Regions from separate parts of the Arabidopsis thaliana genome. Here region 2 is linked to region 1. A link is a contact called in public capture Hi-C data. All regions are on one chromosome and are shown on one strand. Each heading gives the region's core, a stretch centred on a gene start, on an enhancer-like site or on the middle of the called end of the contact. The rest is flanking DNA. Distances are from core to core; before and after follow the strand shown.

Region 1 (7,124 bases), core at 1,687-4,186:
ATGTAAACGTGTAGGTGAAGACAATAACGCTCAACTAATCTGTGGACCAAAATAGATGACGAAAAATCTAAATAAAATTTAAAATTCTTAAATGAGAACAATTGCATATAACGTGTAGGATTCATAATAATAGAGCAAGATGATGAAATCGAAAACAAAACGTAGATGCAACAGATTTCTATTCGGGGACAAGATCTGGAGACTAAAACAAAAGTCTGTCACCAGTTGTACTCCGCTAACAGGTAATTATGTCCCCTAATGCATTATATATTACGTTGTCCCCCGCTAGCAGGTAATCACATCTCCTAATGTATTATATATTACGTTGTCCCCCGCAGAATTTCTCCGCTAACAGGTAATCATGTCCCCTAATGCATTATATATTACGTTGTCTCCCGCTAGCAGGTAATCATGTCTCCTAATGTATTATATATTACGTTGTCCCCCGCAGAATTTTGGATAACCAATTTTTTTAAACAAGTCAATTTTAAATACCCAATAACAGTAGAAGCCAGCTGTTCTCCACTATTCTCTCTCCTAATCTTTTATGTTTCCACCATGATTTTTTGTCATGTATCATCACATCAGTTAAAAGCTGTCACCATCTAAGTCAGTCCCTGACCCACTTTAAGGGCATTTTTGTCCACGAATTACCAAGTGAAGTAAAATGTGGTAGATATTGTAAGCTGAACTAGAATATGGTAGAAATTGTAAGATTGGACCAATAATATGGCAGATTTTGCAAAATTTCCTACATATTTCAAGCTTCTACCTCTAGTTCACTACTTTCGTTATTAAATAAGCCCAATTACTCTCACGTTACTATTCTACATGTGTTATCTATATTTGGTTAGGCAGTTATCAACGCTTTCACGACATTGTAAAATTTTTAGACTGAATGCATTCCATAAAATGATGTTTAATTTGAGACCGAATGCATTCCATAAAAATTGAAACTTTTAAATATGTTTTTAATTAAAAATATTATTAAACAAAAAATAACAAAATGCTGTTTAATTTTACGGGACGGAGTTATATGGTGGAACAAGTTTGGATTGATACTAATATGATATGGTATACCACAAGTGAAATCCTAAATTTAAAACAAAAAATAAAATGATATAATCTTAAACACTAAACAACCCAAATAATACTAACAAAACAAATACAACTTAAAATTTAAGGTTTTTCATTTTAAAAAATCGATCATTAATGTACAGTGGAGTAATATTTTAGATAGAAAATAATATCAAATTATTATTATAGTCCATGATTATAAATATTTACCAATATTAACACTATATCACTTCTACACCTACAAATCTTCTAAGTACATCAATACAATTAACACATTTATGTAACAAATACAAAAACTCAGGAAACAATCTTTTTGCATTTCAACTATATTAATTCTAATATAATATAATTAAATGAGAAATATGTTTTTACATTATGAATTTAAAAATCCAATAAATTATTAATTATTATCTAAAATCTATAAAATAAAAATATTGTCATGCGGTATACCGCGAATTAAATCCTAATAGAATACTATAATCAATGACTAATTAACACATCAAATGAATTTGCTTCATTTACATATCTTTAATAAACGTTACTATAATATTTTATATTAAAATTTATATATTAAATATATTGTGTCTAATATTAAATATGATTGAATTTTATGACTACATTTTTTAATGATATATTAACGTATTTGCAACTTACAGTATGTGTACCCCGAATAATAGCATACGATATTTTCCATTGTAGATTACGAAATTCTCATATTTAAACTCTTCTCTTGTGGGTAGGGTTGTCAAAATGGGTCAAAATTCATCGGTCAACTCAACTCAATTCATGAACCCTAATGAGTTGAAAATATTGACTCAAATGAGTTGATGGGTCAAATGAGTTCTTGAATCAATTAGTTTGATGAATAAAATGAGTTGAGTTGTAATGGTTAATAGTTTCAATGGTTTATCCAATTAACCCATCAAATTTTGTAAAATTGAATTAAACCAACTAAAATCTCTAAACCAATACCAATTTAAGTTTAACCAACACATCTAAACTAATTTAATAAAATCAATATTTTCCAAATTTCTTAAATATACAAGCTATGAAATTGAAAAGAAGTAAACTCGTAATTTTCCACCAAAAAACATAAACCCGTAATTTTCCCGCCAAAAAAGTAAACCCGTGATTTTCCCGCCAAAAACGAAAAACTCGTGATTTTCCCGCCAAAAATGTAAACCCGTAATTTTCCCGCCAAAAAACGTAAACCCCTAATTTTCCCGCAAAAAAAGTAAACCCATGATTTTCCCGCCGAAAACGTAAACCCCTAATTTTCCCGCTAAAAACATAAACCCGTGATTTTCTCGCCAAAAACGTAAATCCGTAATTTTCCCGCCAAAAATGTTAACCCGTAATTTACCGGCCAAAAAACTTAAACCCATGATTTTCCTGCTAAAAACGTAAACCCGTAATTTTCCCGCCAAAAAAGTAAACCCGTGATTTTTCCGACAAAAACGTAAATCTGTAATTTTTCTGCCAAAAACGTAAATCCATGATTTTCCCGCCAAAAACGTAAACCCCGTAAAAAATGGAATCCGAAAATATCTTAAGTTTGATGATAATAAATTAATAATTATTAATAATGATAATTATTTATTATTGTTTTATAATAATAATTAATTAAATTATTACGTGGGATAATCTATTTAACAACTCAACTCATCAAATGAAATGAGTTATGGGTTGGGTCAACCCATTTAATCATTTAACTCTAAACTGATTTGATAATGAGTTGAGTTGAGTTGGGTTACCCATTTCGACACTCCTACTTGTGGGCTTAGTGAAATTTCGTAGATGTATATGTAAGCCCGTTAAACATTGTATACGATTTAATAAAACAGAACGACTTGTTTCGTGCACTCCTCCCACTATCTTAAATCTAAAAAAAAAAACTTTGGATCTCATCTCTCGTTGACTTCGATGGCAGAGCTCAAGCATTTCTCCCATGAATGCCCATTGACTTCACCCAAGATCGCCGTCGACGGGATTTGCAGCATTTGCTACAAAGATGACCTTGTCGAGTTGGCATGTAGCCCTTGCGATTTCAGTCTCTGTAAAGGTTGCTCTCAACTTCCGCAGAAGGTCTGGCACGATTTCCATCCGGATCATCCTCTGGAATTTTGTCTGCACCAGTACGATCAGAAACCTGAACACGTCGTATGCTCCGGGTGTGGCAACATGACTTCTGGCTCTTTCTATAAGTGTAAAGAGTGTGAGATATACTTGGACATGGGCTGTGCGCTCATTGCGAGCATCTTCAGGGGCTGGGATAGCAAAGACTTGCTCCATTACAGCCATTGCCACTTGCTTAAGAGGTGTAGACCCGGACCAGACGCTAGAGGTTCTTGCCTTCTCTGTGAGCTTCCCCTCTCTCCCTCTTCCGTTTGTTATGGTTGCGTTCATTGTTACTCATTTGTTCACGAACGCTGTATTCATTTTCCGAGAGAGATTGCACATCCTGTGCATCTTGCACACCCTCTCAAACGGCTTGATTACACACGAACTAGTCTCTGTCATATATGCGGGGAAAGTATCGCTGGTGTCCCATTTGGTTGCCTAGAATGCGATTTTGACGCTCACTTGAGGTGTTTAGATTCCTTTTTGCGAGGGCTGATGCACAAGTCTCATCCGCACAGGTTGATTTATAGAACTAAATCTCACATAAGTTTCACAGAGAATGATCAATGTCAAATATGCAGGAGAAGTATTGTGATATCTCTTGACTCTTTTTTTTACTGCATACAATGCTCTATGGTTTTCCATTTCGAGTGTCTTGAGATACCTGAGTTTGTGGTCGAGAAGTCTCATCACATTCATCCACTTGTGTGCAAATTTCTCCCATATGAGGATGAATTTTTGGAGTATTGTGGCGTTTGCGAGACAATGGTGTATGCAGGACATCATGCTTATTCCTGTGACGAATGTGATTTTCTAGGCCACATTGAATGCATTCTACGCAAGGTAATTACTGTTTTCTTATTAATGATGTTGGTGGTGAAACGATGACGATTTATTCTTTATTATAATCTACAGGCTGCCCCTTCCCCACTATACTTGAAAGATCTTTACCCTTGCAGCAAAGACAACACTAGTTCAACATATCAACTGGACCATGATACCAATGAGCCAAAAGCCGAACTTATGGTATAGATTTTCATTACAACTGATAGACTAGTGAAAAAATCAAAAATTGTTAACTCTTTTCATTCATATATTGGTTGTGACTGCCCTTCCCTTGATTAATCCAGGTCAATACTATGAAGGGGCATATACATGTGATGCGATTCGTTGATTTCCGTGAGCTTGATGAAAAAGCAAAGTGCAACATCTGTCGGACAAAAATACGCGGTAGCCCATGTAAATGCGAGACGTGCAGCTTCCAGGCGCATAGTTTCTGCGCAGAGCTAGGGCGACCATTGAAGCATCGAGTTCATAAGCATTTTCTGACACTCTTACCAGATGCCCCTGCAGGCACAGATGTTACTATGAATTGTGACATTTGCAGAGATGATATAAAAGGGTTCAATCTCTTTTGTCGCATATGCAATTTTGTCATCCATACCAATTGCATATTTAGAGGTAAACACTTATTTACGGAGTCACAAAGGGGGCAAAAAATCATTGGAAGCTGTACAGCGATGAGTGGATGCATTCAAAAAGAGCATTTGTTGGATCAAATAATGGTCTCAAAGTCATACTCCATGGCTTGCGATATATGTGAAGAGGTGGTGTGTGGAAAAGACAAGACCATACATATGTCATCGCTTAGGCTTTCAACATTTGTGTATCGTCTGATCAATGAAAGCTCACTTGTTTCATGTGTGGTGTGTAAAGATGTATATCATCCATTGTGTCTGGAAGTTAACAGGCAAATGAGATTCTGTCATCCAATTCATCCTGATCACTACCTTCCGCTTTCATTTGTAAGTGGATCCAAGTGCCTAGCCTGCAAGCTGGAAATTAAAAAGTATGGCTATCATTGTTCCACTTGCAACATCAGTTTCCATATTAAATGCAGCAAAGCGGTAATATTTCCACAACAGACATCTCACAACCACCGTTTCTATCACTTTTGGATTGCTGACTCGAAGATCACTCGAACCTGCCGTGTGTGCGCTAAACCGTGCGGTGTCTCGTTCTACGGATGTATTGGGTGCGACTTCAACGCCCATGCAGAGTGTATTGCGTTTCCAGACAATGTGAAGAACCAAAAACATGAGCATACTTTGAAGCTAATAGGTAGTCGTTATTTCGAGCCAGATTGCTTTCTCTGTGGAGAGCGTATTGTGGGTAAATTCGGAAAAAGCTCCAATGTGCTTTATTCATGCAAGCACTGTGGCAAAGAGTTTCACCTCAAATGCATAATGTCTACGGTAAAATTTAGTCAACCATCTTGCAGAACTTTAACCATTAACTTTTTCCGTTTTGTTTTCGGTTTTCAAAACATTTAAATGTTTTTTTCCGTGTCATACAGGATGACCGTGAAGCTGCAACAGAAGAGGATCAATATGGAGACATATATCTTATGTACCTTGAGCGTCATCTCTTGGAGGTGTTATAAAGTGAGTCTTAGTTTGGTAACGCAACTTTTCCGTTATTCTGAAGTTATGCATCAACTTCTTCTCATTTTATTCTTGTCTTTGTTTCAACAGAGGATGACGAAGACAGTGATTCATCTTAGTTTGGTTTTCGCCCCCTCCATGTGTAAACTAATAAGGAGACTACTTCCCTCATCTGAGGTTATGCCTCTTTGCTTGATTTGTGTTTACTTTTTCAGAGTGCCAAGTTTGATGCTAGTAGTGCCTGTGCCACTGTTTTTCTCCAAGTTGTTATTACCGTGTACTACATTTCAAAAAACGTTTGCATTTTTAACGCGAATTTCTTCCTATCTTTCGCCTCCTCAGGGTTTAACTCAATATTGGATTCAATGATATTCTTAAACAAACATGAATTTACAGAAAAACAGTGACTACCACAGTGCAAAATTAGTTGAATTTTTCTTCCGAGTCTGGTTCCTCTATGATACTGATTCTCGAATGAAGTCTAGAACCCTGTGGAATCCCTAGCGGCGGGTTTTCACAAGAACAATTATCAACAGCAAAGAGTTCCCATTCCTTAATCCCACATTTCTCCAATGCTGACTGCAATCTCTCCTTGTCCTTCTCTGCCGGGTAAGAACCATCCGGTGTCACAAGCACAGCTCCGGTGTAAGACTGTCCTGCTACACGTGCTGCTCCATGGTAATGGAACAGTCCCCAACTTAGATCATCAGATACATCCACAATAGTCCAAAACTCATTTGACACCACACCATTGTCCAAAACACTGAAACGAAACGTTGCAGGGATCTTTCCTCGCTTAACCGAGTATCTTCTCCTTCTCCACACCAACTTCTCTTCGAGCGTCCTGACCTGAAACACGGGCTCATACCAAAACGACGACTTCCCTTTCCCTCTGTAGAATAGCTGGTACTGACATGGAAACTGATCATAAGCCGGGTTTTGTCCAGCCACGACACGCCAGCTCCATTCCAATTCCCCTAACCACCCAACAAACAAGTCTTCCGCTGTATCATGACACAACTCCTTCCCTCGAAAACTCGTCATGGGAGGCACATAAGGCTTCTCAGGGATCTTTGCATCCAGTTCTAAACAATTGTGCTTCTGTAGTACACAAAGAGAGAACGCTTCAAAGTAAGGACCCTCATAAGAAGCAATGCACCTGTAGCTACACACCTGATCCACAGGACTACATTGGTTCAAACACTGAAGAGCTTTTCGACAATTCGGATCCAAAAGACAGTTCAAAATCTGAGGTCCACAGTTTTTAACCATGCAACTAAGCGTCGAAAAACCTTTGGACCTCAAGTTTTGCAACACAGGAACTGGTCTTATATAAGCGTTGATGATCACGAGCAAACAAAACCTTATATCATCAGAGTTACGACGTTCCCAAGCATCTCCCACTGTCTTCACAACCTCTGTTACTTCTTTATCTTTATTCACACTTCCAACATCAGTCCCTCCAAGCCTGTTCATCAAATT
Region 2 (7,124 bases), core at 1,920-4,419, 130 kb after region 1:
TACGACATTTGTACAAGTTTTATTTGCTCCATTTCAAATCATTCTAACAAATTTGTTATAAAAATATATATTATAGAATTAATTATTAGTTTTTTCTAAAAGCAACAATTATGTTTTACACTCGAAGTATGAAACACATTTGAATCCCCACATACTAATTTCTACAACAATTAATCTATAGTTTTAAATACAATCCAACTACAACCGTAACTAGTCGATCGGGCTTTTAATATTAAGGTATACATTATACATCAATTCCCACCCTCAAATATTATAAGTAAGTAAGTAATAACCAATAATGCTTGTGAAAATTTTAATAATGTCAATTTGCAACATAGCTTTTACTTTTCTTATATATCGGATCATATTTTTAAAATATCGATAGTATGTACAAGTTGCCATTTGTTTTTTATTTTGAGTGTAATCAGTAATGGTCTAATGGATAACATGGGCAATCATTGGGAAATGTTTCTCTAAAGCGGGATTAAATATATGCAAAAATTATTATGCAGATTATTATCGATTTCGGTTTTTTAACATGATCATCGTAATTTAGTATATATAAAAAAAATTGTTCATCGCATATCAATAAAGCACGAAGTCTAGATATACTTTCATGCTTTTAGCTAAAAATAAATTATTATGTGATCTGGTACAAGACTAGTAAAATCACTATTTAAAATGATTGATTCTGAATCATATTAAAAGAGTGATTTTGAAAAAGTTTGTTGCTGGAACAACAGTTTCACTTTCGAGTTTTCTTTAATTCTTTGAATGAATTCACATGAAAAGCAATTCATAATTGTAAAATTTATTTTTAAATGTAGTAAACCCCACCCACTGTTCATAAAAAAAAGAGAGGAAGGTAGTAGAGAATTGGGCAAATTTGCCAAGATAAATATATAAATTCCTATTGAATAACAAAATCAACTAGTGTCTGCATACAATATTATCTATGAATGGCTTAAAAGGAGAGTGTCTTAGATAACTCTTCACTTTCTCCAAAAGTCGCTAATCCTTAAAATGAATCACTTATGTTTTCCTCGATTTTCAGTCGATATAATCACTATATTCTACACGATCTATCAAACAAAACACACAACAAACGATAGACGATAGTGTTAATTTGCCAAATAAACGTCTTTAGCATCATAAATCAAGAACAAATGCAACAATAAACGATAGATTATATGGTTAATTTGCTAAATAACATTCAAGCTTATGCATAAGAGAACGAAGTGTGTTCATTTCTATAATTAAAAAACACAATGCAGGATGTAAAAGAAGAGTCACCAACCCCATAAAATAAGTAATCATGGCTTTTTTTTGTAGAATCAAAGGCACTCAACGGTATCAACGGAAACAGTTGGTGATGGAGATATTAGTGTTGGAATTATGCTTTTTCTACGTGTCTTGCATTAACCATAAACCTATTTTTTATCAATAACTTGACGCGATTTTTTAATTACTTAACTCAATATCTAAAAATTTGACAGTAACGTTATATAGAATTGAAAGGTACTCCATACTAACTACTAATATATAATTAACCATCATTTTGTGATTAAAAAAAATCAATACTCCTCACAAATATACCACCATATTGGAAAAAATATACTTAATCGTCTTTAGTCCTTACAATTCCATATCTTTTGGGCTTCGTATTTATATATCTTATCCAATCTTGATGTTGGGCACTAAAACAAGGCCGAGAAGGCCCAAAGGTATTTTGGCTCCGATTGGGTTGTCAAGAGTAGCTTCAAGTTGAAACAGAGGATTGAAAAATGAAATAAAATACATTCGTAAACTGAAATCAGGAATTAGCATGCATAATAAGAAACACAAAAAAAAGAAATACATTTGGTTTTAAAAAAGAGAGAACTAAAAGAAGAAATCAAGACTTCATTTTACAAACTTTGATCTCACTCTCATAAGTAGATGTGAGGATATAATACATAGCTTTTGAATACATAAACTTTCTCCGGTTTGTTGATGACGAGGACCTTAAAAACTTACCAAGCCAAACCAAACATGGAGATTAGCTACATAGTAAAACTCTATACGACCAACAAAGAAAACTAGGACAGATTCAAACCTAATAAACTCATCTGCAACTTGTTGAAAATTTCAGTTGCACAGAAGATTAATATAAAATAGAAGACTTTAAGAATTGGCCAGTTTACTAATTGCATCCCAATCAATCTCCACCGAAGGAAACTTCCGAAGCCCGAAACTTCCAATCTCTTCAAACTCAGTATCCGAGAAATCCAGGAATGTTTTATCCGACGATGAATATTCCGCCTGCGACTCATCCAACAACGAGGTCTCATCGCTTCTCGGTGACTCATTAGAGAGCTCATTTGTCTCCAAATGCTCTCTTTTAGGCAAGAAAAGCTCTGCTTTTGGCAGGAAAAGCTCTGTTTTATCTGAAACAGAGTAAACAGAGTACTCCTTTGTTTGATCAGAAACAGAGCAAATTTCCTCTGTTTTTCTCAAACTTTTGCAGATAGCTTGAAGCTTGGTATCAACAGAGGAAGGGAGAGGATTCATGTCTTCGTGTATGAGGTTTGGGAAGTTAAGCTTCGCGATATCTCCACGGAGCTGAAAAGCAGCTTGGTCGTAAGCTAAGGCGGCTTTTTCGGCGGTTTCGAATGTCCCGAGCCAGAGACGGGTCCGGTTCTTGGGCAAACGGATCTCAGCGACCCATTTCCCCCAGTGCCTTTGCCTTACGCCTCTGTAGAGATTCTTGGTTTTGGAGGTAGAAGGTGTTAAGTTCTTCATTCTGATACGGTTTGGAGAGAGGTTTGAGATTGTGCTACGTCTATGGTTAAGCTGGTTCTGAATCTGATGAATTTGGTATGGTGTGAGCTGGTTTAGACCGAGAGGCATAGATTTGTTTACACCGAAGCTCGTGTTTGGGACAGGGAAAGAAAGAGAAGCAGTTTCCATGAGAGGATTGAAATAGAGATCTTTGCTGCTTGTGAAGATATAAAGTTTGGATTTTTATAATACAAAGATGAAACCCTTTTGAAAGAAAAGACGACGAACAAAGAAATGGGTGAAATTGATCAAAACGAAACTTCAGGGTCAAGAAAAGAGAAACTCAAATTTTTAAGGTGAACTCGTGCTTCCTTTATTTTTTATATATAAAAAATCTCTCGTTATGTTGCTTGTTCTGAAGCTCTCCGCCTTTTAAAGGCCATTGAATTCGTCTGAATATTTAAGGCAATAATCGTTTTAATCAATCCATGGCCGGAGTAAACCAATAGGAAATTGCCATGTCTACATGTGCTTTGGATCTAGCCGTTTCCGGGGAATATAATATAGGGGCTATATGGGGCAAGTTCTCTATAATATGTGGGTTTTCGGTTGTGAATTTAGACATGTTTTACTTTGAAGTTGAACACGTAATATATGACTCAATGTTGGAGGATAATTTGTTGTACCAATATTCTGTATGATGGAAATGGAGCTTAAAAATCAAATTAATCACAACTTCCACAAGTTGAAAATTTAAAAATTTGTTTAGTGACCTAATCATGTAACTATACTTTTAGATGAATACTCAAGTCTATTTGTAAGATTATATGTTGTTAGAAATTTTCAAAAAATATATATATGATGATAAGGTTGAAGATAAAGTGGTGAAAGTTTAACACACATGGTTGGTTGGGGAGTTATTGTAGCTACATGCTTTCCACATTTAATTTCTTTTTTCGAACTTTTATTTAATAATATATACAGAATATATACCCTGAAAAAAACTAATTAATTGATTAACAATATTATTATTTAGATATAGAATTTTGTAGGAGCTAGAAAATAAAAACAAATGAATTGTTGATTCTAGGATTCGTTGAAAGGCCAATTTGCTTTCCAACCATTTAACGATCAAGTGAAAGGACCAATAACTCTTGGAATATGGCACCTTTTATATTATGAACATTTTACTTTCATTTGGACAAATATATTAAAAGCTAATTGCATGGAAATTCTCTCCGCAGTGCGTTTTCCGTTTCCGAAACATTTCAGAAAACGGAAACTCTTGGAAATTCGATGGAAATTCACAAAAACGCGTTTCCTAAAATTTTATATTTGGAAACACGATGAAATTTTTTATATTTTAGAAACGCAAAAAATCTTATTTTTTTACTTTGGAAACTTAATAATAATAAAAGTTTGGAAAGATAAAGATTTAACTAATTTTGGGAGACTCAAGTTTTAAGATCTTTCTCTCGACGAATCAAATCTCATGTGCTTCATATGATTTTTAATGGAACTAATGAAAATGATGGTCTAAATATTTGATATTACGCTTTTTAATCTTTATTTTTAAGAATTTTACTTTATCTATTTGATATTTATGTTTTAGATTTTTGTTGTTTAAAATATATATATATATATATATATATATGTCTAAGTTTCCAAAACGTTTGCGTTCCTTAATTTTAAAAAAAAATTGTTTTCGGTTTTCGAAACGTTTCGTTTCCGTGTTTCCGTTTCTGTTGCTATGCAACATAGATTAAAAGTACGAGGTAGATAGAAAAAAATAGGAATAGGTTATTGTTGGTTTATACTTTATAATCGTATTACGCCCATGATATGACAGTATATCGAACCGGTAATTGGAAAGTTAATTCCCAAAGAATACGATTATACTAAGATGAAAAGATGATTGTAGAGAGACAAAAAAAGAGCTTTGATGAGCTTTGTGCCCATTGACACAAAGAGAACTTTAGATGGATAAAAAGAACGTTTTATAGAGAGAAAGCTTTGAAAGAACAAAAGGAAAAGCAATTGAACGTTGATTTGTGGTTGATTTCCAATCTCTACATTGATTACCAGTCAATTCCGTGACAAATTTGTTACTAAATTGGCTAAGATATGTGTTCTGGTTTAATGCTTCCGCATAATAGAATAACAATTATAATACTAATAACATCATCCATGTGAGTATTTTTTTCTTCTTCTTTCTTTTTTTTTTGGAATGAAAATGATCCATGCGAATGTTGGTGTGACAAATAAATATGTTATTAAAATATTTACAGATTATGTGATTTATTATGTAATTTAATATGTGGTCCAGTCATAAAATCGATTCGTTTGCTAAACTCCACTAGATTTCTCCTTTGTAAAGTTTCACGTTACATATTGATTCATCATGAATCAATTACTATGGGTTTAGTCCATTTACGCTTCTTGCGGTTGTTCAGTCAACTTTCCTCAAATCAAATTATGGTACTTATAAGAAATCTTTTGGTACCAAAAGAGTAGACAAGTTTGGATGGTATTAGGAGATACAAATACCAAATATTTTCACGCTTCAACTAAACAAAGGCGGGCTAGGAACAGAATAATTGGTATCCTCGATCAAAATAGAGTGTGGGTTGATAATGAAGAAGGTATCGAGAAAGTCGCCGTGAGCTACTTTGATAACTTCTTTTCTTCCTCGGTTTCGAGAGATCCCACTAATGTCCTTAAAGATGTCCATGTTGCGGTTACTCCAAGGATGAACGAGGCTCTAACCAAGGAGGTTACAGAAGAGGAGGTGAAAAGAGCTTTATTCTCATTAAACCCGGGAAAAGCACCAGGATCAGACGGGATGATGGCACTTTTTTACCAACGTTTTTGGGACATTATAAAAGGTGATCTCACCAATTTGGTGAAGAATTTCTTTAGATCTGGTATCTTTGATGGAAAGCTAAATGAGACCAACATTTGCCTTATCCCAAAAGGGGATAGGCCTAGGGAAATGTCTGGTTTCCGTCCTATTAGTTAATGTAATGTAAGCTATAAAGTGGTGTCAAAAATTCTGAGTCTACGCCTCAAGAAGTTTCTTCCAGAGCTTATATCCGAGACACAATCCGCGTTTGTAGCGGGACGATTAATCACTGATAATATTTTTATTGCTCAAGAAAATTTTCACGCACTCCGTTCTAACCCATCGAACCGAAAGAATTTTATGGCACTCAAAACTGATATGAGCAAGGCCTATGATAGAGTAGAGTGAGATTTTCTACGTGCATTAATGGAAAAAATGGGTTTTGACCCAAGATGGATTGGTTGGATAATGCAGTGCATTACATCAGTGACTTATAGGGTCTTGTTAAACGGCGATCCAAAAGGGTTTCAGGGCAAGAGATTAACCTAGCAAAATCATCCATTATGTTTGGTAATGAGGTTTCCCCTTCTATTCGACAAGAGATAAAGACAAGAATGGGGATTTCGCAAGAAGGTGGTATGGAAACTTATCTAGGACTCCCTGAAAAGATTCATGGATCCAAAGCTCAAGTCTTTGCTTTTGCGAGAGATAGATTACAAACAAGGGTAAACACGTGGACATCCAAATTTCTCTCCAAAGGAGGGAAAGAAGTGCTGATCAAATCTCAAGCCCAAGCCCTTCCGACATATGTTATGTCGTGCTTCCTCCTACCAAAAGCGGTTACTTCCAAGCTAAGTAGTGCGATCGCCAAATTTTGGTGGAGTAACAAAGCGGATAGTAAAGGGTTACATTGGATTGCATGGGACCAACTATGTACTCAACTATCTGATGGGGGTCTAGGATTCAGGACCCTTGAAGACTTTAACTCGCACTTTTGGCGAAGCAATTATGGCGACTCTTAAGATTCCCGGACTCCCTCCTTAGTCGAATCCTTAAGGGAAGATACTTCAGATATAGTAGCCCATTAGAGATTACAGTATCCAATCGGCCATCGTATGGCTGGAGGAGTATGCTTGCTGCCAAACATGTTCTCAAGGCCGGGATTCGTAGGACCATTGGGTCGGGTTTTGAGACTTGTATTTGGACTGATCCATGGATCCCAGATATCTCCCCAAGACCACCGAAAGGTCTAGCTACGGATAGAAAACCTCTGATCTATGTAAATACCTTGATTGATTTTGAAACGAAACAGTGGAAAGTAGATCGGTTACGTGAGCTCTTCCCCCCCAAAGATATTACCCTCATTTTAGGGATAAAACCGAGCTTAAATGCCTCGCGAGATGGATATAGTTGGACTATGACCAAATCAGGTAATTATACCGTCAAGACAGGATATGAAGCCGCGAGAGCTATCTCTCGCCCGTCTTGTGACCACCCTTTTCAGGGACCTAGTGTTTCAGCA

Evidence for each region. Capture Hi-C pulls out chosen DNA fragments and counts their contacts.
Region 2: a contact with region 1 is called in a capture Hi-C map of seedling, with 1.7 times the contacts expected there. The contact joins the promoter of AT2G22200 here to the promoter of AT2G21850 in region 1.

Annotation. Positions count from the first base shown.
Region 1 is chr2:9,312,268-9,319,391 of TAIR10.1, forward strand. It overlaps AT2G21850 (Cysteine/Histidine-rich C1 domain family protein), which reads left to right and starts at 2,937. Exons shown (of 5, transcript NM_127754.4): 1 at 2,937-4,041; 2 at 4,114-4,224; 3 at 4,329-5,453; 4 at 5,555-5,642; 5 at 5,733-5,971. The coding sequence starts at 3,001. The coding sequence ends at 5,641. It overlaps AT2G21860 (violaxanthin de-epoxidase-like protein), which reads right to left. Exons shown (of 2, transcript NM_127755.3): 2 at 5,855-7,124. The coding sequence ends at 6,066.
Region 2 is chr2:9,441,259-9,448,382 of TAIR10.1, forward strand. It overlaps AT2G22200 (Integrase-type DNA-binding superfamily protein), which reads right to left and starts at 3,170. Exons shown (of 1, transcript NM_127788.4): 1 at 1,815-3,170. The coding sequence starts at 2,949. The coding sequence ends at 2,164. It also overlaps the pseudogene AT2G22210.